2 separate regions of the Pan troglodytes genome follow, and region 2 is linked to region 1. The links are chromatin contacts, called in public Hi-C maps. All regions are on one chromosome and are shown on one strand. The core of a region is the stretch at or near the end of the contact, and the rest is flanking DNA. Distances in the headings are between cores, read along the strand shown.

Region 1 (3,577 bases), core at 834-3,333:
TGGCTCAGAGGGTTGAGGTCATTAACAGGAGAAGTGAGGCGGGGGCGGTGGCTCAGGCCTGTAATCCCAGCACTTTGGGAGGCCAAGGCAGGTGGATCACTTGAAGTCAGGAGTTTAAGACCAGCCTGGTCAACATAGTGAAACCCCATCTCTACTAAAAATACAAAAGTTAGCCGGGCGTGGTGGCGCGCGCCTGTAGTCCCAGCTGCTCGGGAGGCTGAGGCAGGAGAATCGCTTGAACCCGGGAGGCGGAGGTTGCAAGATCACACCACTGCACTCCAGCCTGGGGGACAGAGCGAGACTCCGTCTCAAAAAAACAAAACCAAACAAAAAAACCCCAGCAGAAGTGAGCATGGAGCTGACTGAGGTTGGCCTGGTTCCAAGTCCCTGTCCTCATATACCCATTCCTGCTGCCCAAGCAGGCAGTTGTGGTGGATGGGAGAAGGCAGGGGGGTTCCTTGCGAGCTTATGGCTTCTCTCTCTCTCTCTCTCTTTTGAGATAGGGTCTTTCTCTGTTACCCAGGCTGGAGTGCAGGGGCGCCATCATAGATTGTTGCAGCCTCCAACACCTGGTCTCAAGTGATCCTCCCACCTCAGCCTCTCGAGTAGCTGGGACTACAGGCATGCACCACCATGCCCGGCTAATTTTTAGATTTTTTGTAGAGATGGGATCTTGCTATGTTGTCCGGGCTGGTCTTGAACTCCTGGCCTCAAACAATCCTCCCGCCTTGACCTCCGAGGTGCTGGGATTACAGGCGTGAGCTACCATGCCTGTATTGCATCTCTTTTTTTTTTTTGAGACAGAGTCTTGCTCTTGTCAACCAGGCTGGAGTGCAATGGCGCAATCTCAGCTCACTGCAGCCTCCACCTCTCGGATTTAAGCGATTCTCCTGCCTCAGCCTCCTGAGTAGCTGGGTTTACAGGCACGTGTCACCGTGCCCGGCTAATTTTTGTATTTTTAGTAGAGACGGGTTTCACCATGTTGATCAGGCTCATCTTGAACTCCTGACCTCAGGTGATCCACCGCCTCGGCCTCCCAAAGTGCTGAGATTACAGGTGTGAGCCACTGCGCCTGGCCACGTCTCTCTCTAGAGACCTCTCCACCCTGGGGACAAGCCTGAGTCTTGGCCCTAAGGAGGGGCTTGCACTGCCTCACCCACCCATTCCTTCGACAGACTCTGACTCCATGCCAGTCACTGAGGCCTAACCTGGGTTGAGGGAGACCCAGGATTCTTCTTTCTGAGAATCTTGCCATCTATGGGGGATGTCACCATTATCCAGCCCTAGTCTGTCATTCACAGGTGAGAAGACTGCAGTCAGGGAGGTCGGGGGTGCTGAGCCCTGGTTTCCTGCTGTGGGGTGCATCACTGTCATTCCCCCTGGGATGAAGTGGCATCTGGAATGCCGCCTTTGAGCTGTACTTCTGCCTTCCCATGTTTATTCCTAAGCTCTGCCCAGTGCTTCTCACAGAGTGGGCATCTCTTAGACGTTCCAAAATTGTGGACGATTGCGCAACACAGTCTCCTCTGGAAGGGCCATGTGGACCGTGGGAATCGAGTGACGTCTGGTCTTCAGTGTGGGAGCCTCCTGGTTACAGGTGGCCTCCACCTCTTAGCAAGACAGGAGCTGCGTGTGTCTTCCGATGCCCAGATCCTGCTGGGATAGCAGCGCTCCCTGTTCCACGAAATCCTCTGGCGAATCAGACAGTGGGTCCTTGATAAAATCAGTAACACGTGCCCCAGCTCTCCCCGCCGGGACCGCAGTAAATCTTCACATTTTTGCTACATCACTGCTTCTCTGACAGCTCAAGATGTTTTTCTGCTTCTGAGGATCCCTTTATTAAAAGCCTTGGAGTCCCACGGACGTGTTAAGCAGCGCTCCCTCTGGCGCCTCCCTGCCTTGCCATTTTCCCAGCTCAGCTTCTGCCTCTCTGCGTCTCCCACAAGCTTTCCACATCACTCATTCTGACATTTGAAAGTTTCCAAGCTTGTTCTGAAATGCTACAAACACTGCCATTGTTATGTGCCAGGCTTGGAATGCTGAGAATCCCAGGACGCTGGAGATGGGGCCTCGAGCCTTGCAGGGGAGCTGAGCAGCTGCACAGGGCCTGGGGATGTGGGCTGAGGACGAAGGCTGCTCCTGTTCCTCTGTGGACCGCACCAGGTCCAGTGGCTGCTGCCTTCCTGGCCTTCCTCCATTCCCACTGCACCAGGCCGTGGTTCTGTGCTTCCCACAGACTCACTCCAGCCACTCCGTTTACTGAGGAAAATCACCCCTCTTTCCCACATTGCATGGTTTCTTCTGCTTGGAGATAGGTCTGCTTGCTTGTGACAGGTTCTTTAGTTTTCAGGAGACGATATCAGAGAAAACAAACCTTGACGTGTTTGGGTTTTGGGTGTCCAGCCCTGAGGTCTGTCTTCCTACAGCTTTTTTTTTTGAGACGGAGTCTCACTCTGTTGCCCAGGCTGGAGTGCAGGGGTGCAATCTTAGCTCACTGCAACCTCTGCCTCCCGAGTTCAAGCGATTCTCCTGACTCAGCCTCTTGAGTAGCTGGGACTACAGGCACATGCCTCCATGCCTGGCTAATTTTTGTATTTTTAGTAGAGACGGGGTTTCACCATGTTGGCCAGGCTTGTCTCGAACTCCTGACCTCAGGTGATCCACCCTCCTCAGCCTCCCAAAGTGCTGGGATTACAGGTGTGAGCCACTGTGCCTGGCCTGTCTTCCTATAGTTCTTATGCTGGCTGAAGTGCTGTTTTCATTAAGATTCATATCCAGTTGGCTTTGCCCACAGGTGCTATTTTTGCAGGTACGCAGCGCTCTTGCAGGCCACTGGGACCTGCTGGTGTCTGGAGTGCCGCCTTCCAGCTGTGCCGCTTTCTGTGCCGCTTTCTCACAGAGTGGGCCCCTTTTAGTTTCCAGCACTCTGAATGATGGCGCAAACACTGCTGTACCCCAAATCTTCGGTGGCACACCACACTCCAATTCTGCTTTAGCCGCACAGGTTTCAGCAAGACACCCTGCCGGTTTCATTTTTACTAGTTGTTCTCAGACTTTTGGATTCGTAGGCTAGAAAACTGAAAACAACAGGGTAGACATAGGTAATCAAGTGTGATTTTGCCTAGTGAAGACATAAACAAAACCAAACAAAATGATGTCTACAATCACAGGCACTCTCATGTCCTACAACAAAGCAGATTTAAACGCCAGAAAAGTAGGAGGAAGAGAATAAAACCAGAGTGAAAGACAGCGCTTGCCAGGAAAGGACAGATCTCACGCTGACAATTTCACTGCGGAGGGATGGAAACGTGGCCGAAGCCCAGCAGCTGTTAGTGAGCCAGCATTTCATTCATTCATTATTTATTTTTAGAGACAGGGTCTCACTGTGTTGCCCAGGATGGGGTTCAGTGGTGCCATCACAGCTCCACTGCAGCCTCAGACTCCTGGGCTCAAGTGATCCTCGTGCCTCAGCCTCCCGAGTAGCTAGGACTACAGGCATGCGCCACCACACCCAGCTGATTTTTTTTGTTTGTTTGTAGAGATGGGATCTCACTATGGTGACCAGGCTGGTCTTGAA
Region 2 (3,771 bases), core at 237-2,736, 370 kb after region 1:
TTCTACTTCCAAACCTGAGCCTCTTCTGAAGAAACTGAAGTTCGTCTTTGGATCAATTCTGCCCAGCAACAAGTTTTTATTTGTACTGTCTCAAGAACCTGAGGCAAAAGTGTGCCCCTGTCTGGCCTCCAGCTCCCAGTCTCCCCTGGCTCTGCCAACCTCTGGGGACCCCAAGCCTGTGGGTCCTGTTTGTATGGGAACTGGTATACGTTTCTCCCCTCCTCTGCTCCTTTCAGCTCTCCTCGGCCATGTCCTCAGCACAGGTGTCAGCCAGGGTGTGTGGGGCCCGGGGAGGCAGGGAAGGACTGGGCACTCCAGCCAGCAAGGGCGGGAATGGGTCTGCTTCGCAACATCCCCAAAGGAGGTCAACCAAGTCCCCTTGCCCTCGCCCCAGTAGGGCCCTCTTTGCTTTAACTTAGTGCATACCCAACTCTGAGCTGGGAATGCCTCCTGAGAAAGGCAGCCAAGGCCTGTGATAACAGCAGGGAGGAGCATGAGGAGGGATTTCTGGGGTCCATCTCTTACTCACCCATGTTTCCCTCCACGACCTTGACCCTCCTGGTGGCTCTGTCCTCTCCCTGGACATGGGACACAATCATGTACACTCTGGAAAGGCCAAGGAGGGCTGTTCAGAGGGCCAGCTGTGGTCCATCTGAAGGTGACAATTTGCCAATTTGTTTTACAGGAAGGCTGCCATGGGCCTCACAATAGCAGTCCCTGCTTCCGCCTTTCTGTCATCTTCCAACTAAAGAGGCCAGGAAATGGCCGAGTCAGCTCCTGCTGCAGCACCTCCTAGAATCAGAAAAGGCCTTTCCGAGAATCTTGCTGAACCCTGAGGGTGAGGAGTGTCAGATTTTGCAGCGGGGGGAAGCTGGCAGTGGAGCCTCCACTTCTAAGTAACCTTTGCTTCGGAAACCTGCCAACTCTCTGCCTGGAGACTTGCCTTTGATCACGACTTGTCACCTTTCAGGAGATGTTCCACTTTCTAAGCAGGTGAAAAATGAACCTGATTAAAAATAGGGAACTGGACTCTTCACAGAGTCCCCCTGTAAAGCCAAACTACTGGCTGCACCTCCAAGGGGGAAAAGGGAACATCCCCGTCCCTCAGGTCCCAGGGCTCCGTGGGACCCAGGACCCCCGAACAGCCTGCAACCCTAGGACGACGGCCTGGCCATGCTCCAGCAGCAGGCAGAGGCTTGGGCCACAGCCACGTACTGGCTCCTGCTCGCTGGGTTCACCTTGGTGACCAGAGGGCACTGTGACCGCCCATTCTCCTCCCTCCCTTCCTCCTCCCCTCAGTGCTTTATGGACCTGAGTTTCTGGAGCTTTCTCAAAACCGTGGACACATTCCCAGTGGAAATCATGACATTTTCCGTTTCACATTACGCACTCCACAATGCCCCAGGAAGGGAGAGAGAGAGGGAAGGAAAATAAGGCCTGGGAGCCAGCCCCTCTCTGTCTGCAGCCAGGGCTGCTCGCTGCTCTGTTTATCCTGGAGTCACCTCCCTCCCGAACTTGACAGCCAGTGCCCCGGTGTTTTCTTCTGCAGTCAAAGGCCCCGATGAATAGGTGAACTGCCTTTTCTATCTGCTCATGTGGCACATCTGGATAAAGGCGTGCCTCTCTACTTTGTTGTGTTTTTTTAAAACTTTACTTTCCACTGCCATGGTAACTGCTGCATGTTTGGCAGAGGGAAAGAGGAAAAAAAAAAAAAAAAGCTCGGAGAGAAGAAAAGGAGCTCTCAGCGCGGGGCTGGCGGCCGTCCAGGGTAATCATGCCGCAGAGCTGAAATGAGGCCTCTGGCGGGCAGCCAAGTTACAAAGAACAAAGCTGTCAGTTCCTAATGTTGGCGGCAATGCTTGTTTGGCACCCTTATATGGTTTCCCAGAACTCCCTGCCTTGGCCGCCTTCCATTCCCTTCAGGGCAGCAAACAGGATTAGCACAGCTCCGAGTTGTTTTTCTCCTCTCTCCTCCAACTGTTCCAATGACATCATCCCTGCTGCATTCATTTGCCAGCAGGGTGGTTTTTTTCTCTCTCTCTCCACCTCCCTCCTCCCTTCCTCCCTCCCTCTCCCTCCATTTCTCTCTCTCTCTCTCTCTCACACATCTCTACTCCCACTCACTTCCTGTAGCCTCCCCCTCGCCTCTGACTTTCTTTAAATGCAATGTTTTAGGTCATTCTTCTTGTCCAGCTTCTCTGTTAAATTAAAAACACCCTAGTGCTTGCACATTTAGCTGAATCAAGCCAGACGCTGTATTTTATTTTTATAACTGAATTCCTGTGAGATAAAAATCTCATTTTCCTTAGTAGGCTGTAATCAGCACTCACAGGGATGTGGTTTCCAACTGCCCCAGCTCGTGCTTCCTTATGAAGCTCCGCTGAGAAATGAACTTGGCTCCTGTTCAGGTTTAAAGGGCCCGAGGCCGGTCACACATTGCTCACTCATCACACACACACACACACACACACACAGGATGTGCACACAAAGACCATTATACATGTATGCACACACACATGGACACACGTTCTTGTCCAGGGAAGCACCTACGGATCCACACACGAAGAGCAAAAAAATATTCCCTGAGACAGACACACAATCAGTACCCAGTGTCATTCTTCCCCTTTCCAGGAGGAAAATAGGTGAATAAGTCAAGCTGAAAGCTGCTTCCGAAAAGACTGTTTTAAACTAGCAGGCAGGCCAGCGTTATGCAACTCATGGCTGGGTTCATTAAAGGAATCGAGGTTTGCCGACTGCACAAATGTTCCCCTGCCTGCCTCCGCCCCAGCCCCCCCACCCCACCCTGCTCTGATTCATGAACTAGTTTTCAGATTCATGAATCACTCGGGAGCCAGCAAGAGAAAAATGAGTAGTATTGATCTCATTTCAATTGAAATGGGCTCATTAAGGCCATGCTGGCTGTGGACGGCTTTGCACGACAAGACACTGGCCAGCGTCCGAGGTCTGCAGGCGGGCGCCCGAGCCTGCGGGTGGGACAGGACTCCTTGGGTGAAGCCTCCGCGGAGGGTGCCCCTTCTTCTTATTATTAAATGGACACAATATGATCTACTGGTACAAGGGACTCTGGCTGCACTCCGCAGCCCTCGTTGGGCAGGCCGGTTTTCTTCTTTTTGTGTTGCCCGTTTATTTTGTTATTTTTTTTCACAGTTAATAGAATCTCAGTGCAGTTTCGCTCCTGGATTTCTGGTGACTCTTAAGGACTACCTGAAGTAGGAATTCACCTTCTGAAACAACTGGCATATCTTGGGGTTTGTTTGTTTTAACGCAAACAAGGAGCTTTTTACTCTTCTCCCTCCAGACCTCTGCCTTGCCACCCACCTTGTACCGTCTTCAGCGAGAAGGACTAGGGGCTAGGAACCATCTAGACTTGGAGTAATCTAATTTATGTGGGGAAAATTTCTCCACCAACTGGATGGCTGCCTTCACGTGGACACCGGTTTTATAAAACCACTCTTTCCCTTCCCAAATGAGAATAATGGTTGAGGAAGCAGCAACAGAGCCTGGGTGCAGAGACATCACAGAGGGAGGCGTTAGGCCCCTGGGGCAGATGTCGCAGAGGCTGCCCACGAAGGAGCTCTCTTCTCTCCCACTGCCTTTCCTCTCCCCACTTGAGTTCCAGCTCCCTCTTGACACGAGCTCCCCTCCCCTTTCCAGCCCTTCGCCTTACACTTGTCCTCATGTCTGGGGAATCTTTTCCTCTTCCTCTCTACAACACCGGTTGGGCACCGTGTGTGAGCAGATCAGGAGAGG

The links. A called contact is a pair of places that touch in the nucleus more often than the background predicts.
Region 2: a Hi-C map of stem cell-derived neural progenitor cells shows a contact between it and region 1, with 6 times the contacts expected there. The contact joins two enhancer-like sites. A contact is called at or near these places in 2 of 7 Hi-C or Micro-C datasets (induced pluripotent stem cells and stem cell-derived neural progenitor cells).

Annotation. Positions count from the first base shown.
Region 1 is chr1:14,082,913-14,086,489 of NHGRI_mPanTro3-v2.0_pri, forward strand. The region is part of intron 1 of LOC134809907 (a long non-coding RNA gene); the gene reads left to right. Among named protein-coding and RNA genes, the nearest start is that of TOMM20, 41 kb to the left of the region's middle. Within about 2 kb of position 2,084, at least 12 of the 24 cell types and tissues checked have an H3K27ac peak or open chromatin away from gene starts, as enhancers often do. A contact at or near this core is called in induced pluripotent stem cells and stem cell-derived neural progenitor cells, where this site is marked.
Region 2 is chr1:14,451,960-14,455,730 of NHGRI_mPanTro3-v2.0_pri, forward strand. No RefSeq gene overlaps it. Among named protein-coding and RNA genes, the nearest start is that of IRF2BP2, 110 kb to the right of the region's middle. Within about 2 kb of position 1,487, at least 21 of the 24 cell types and tissues checked have an H3K27ac peak or open chromatin away from gene starts, as enhancers often do. A contact at or near this core is called in induced pluripotent stem cells and stem cell-derived neural progenitor cells, where this site is marked.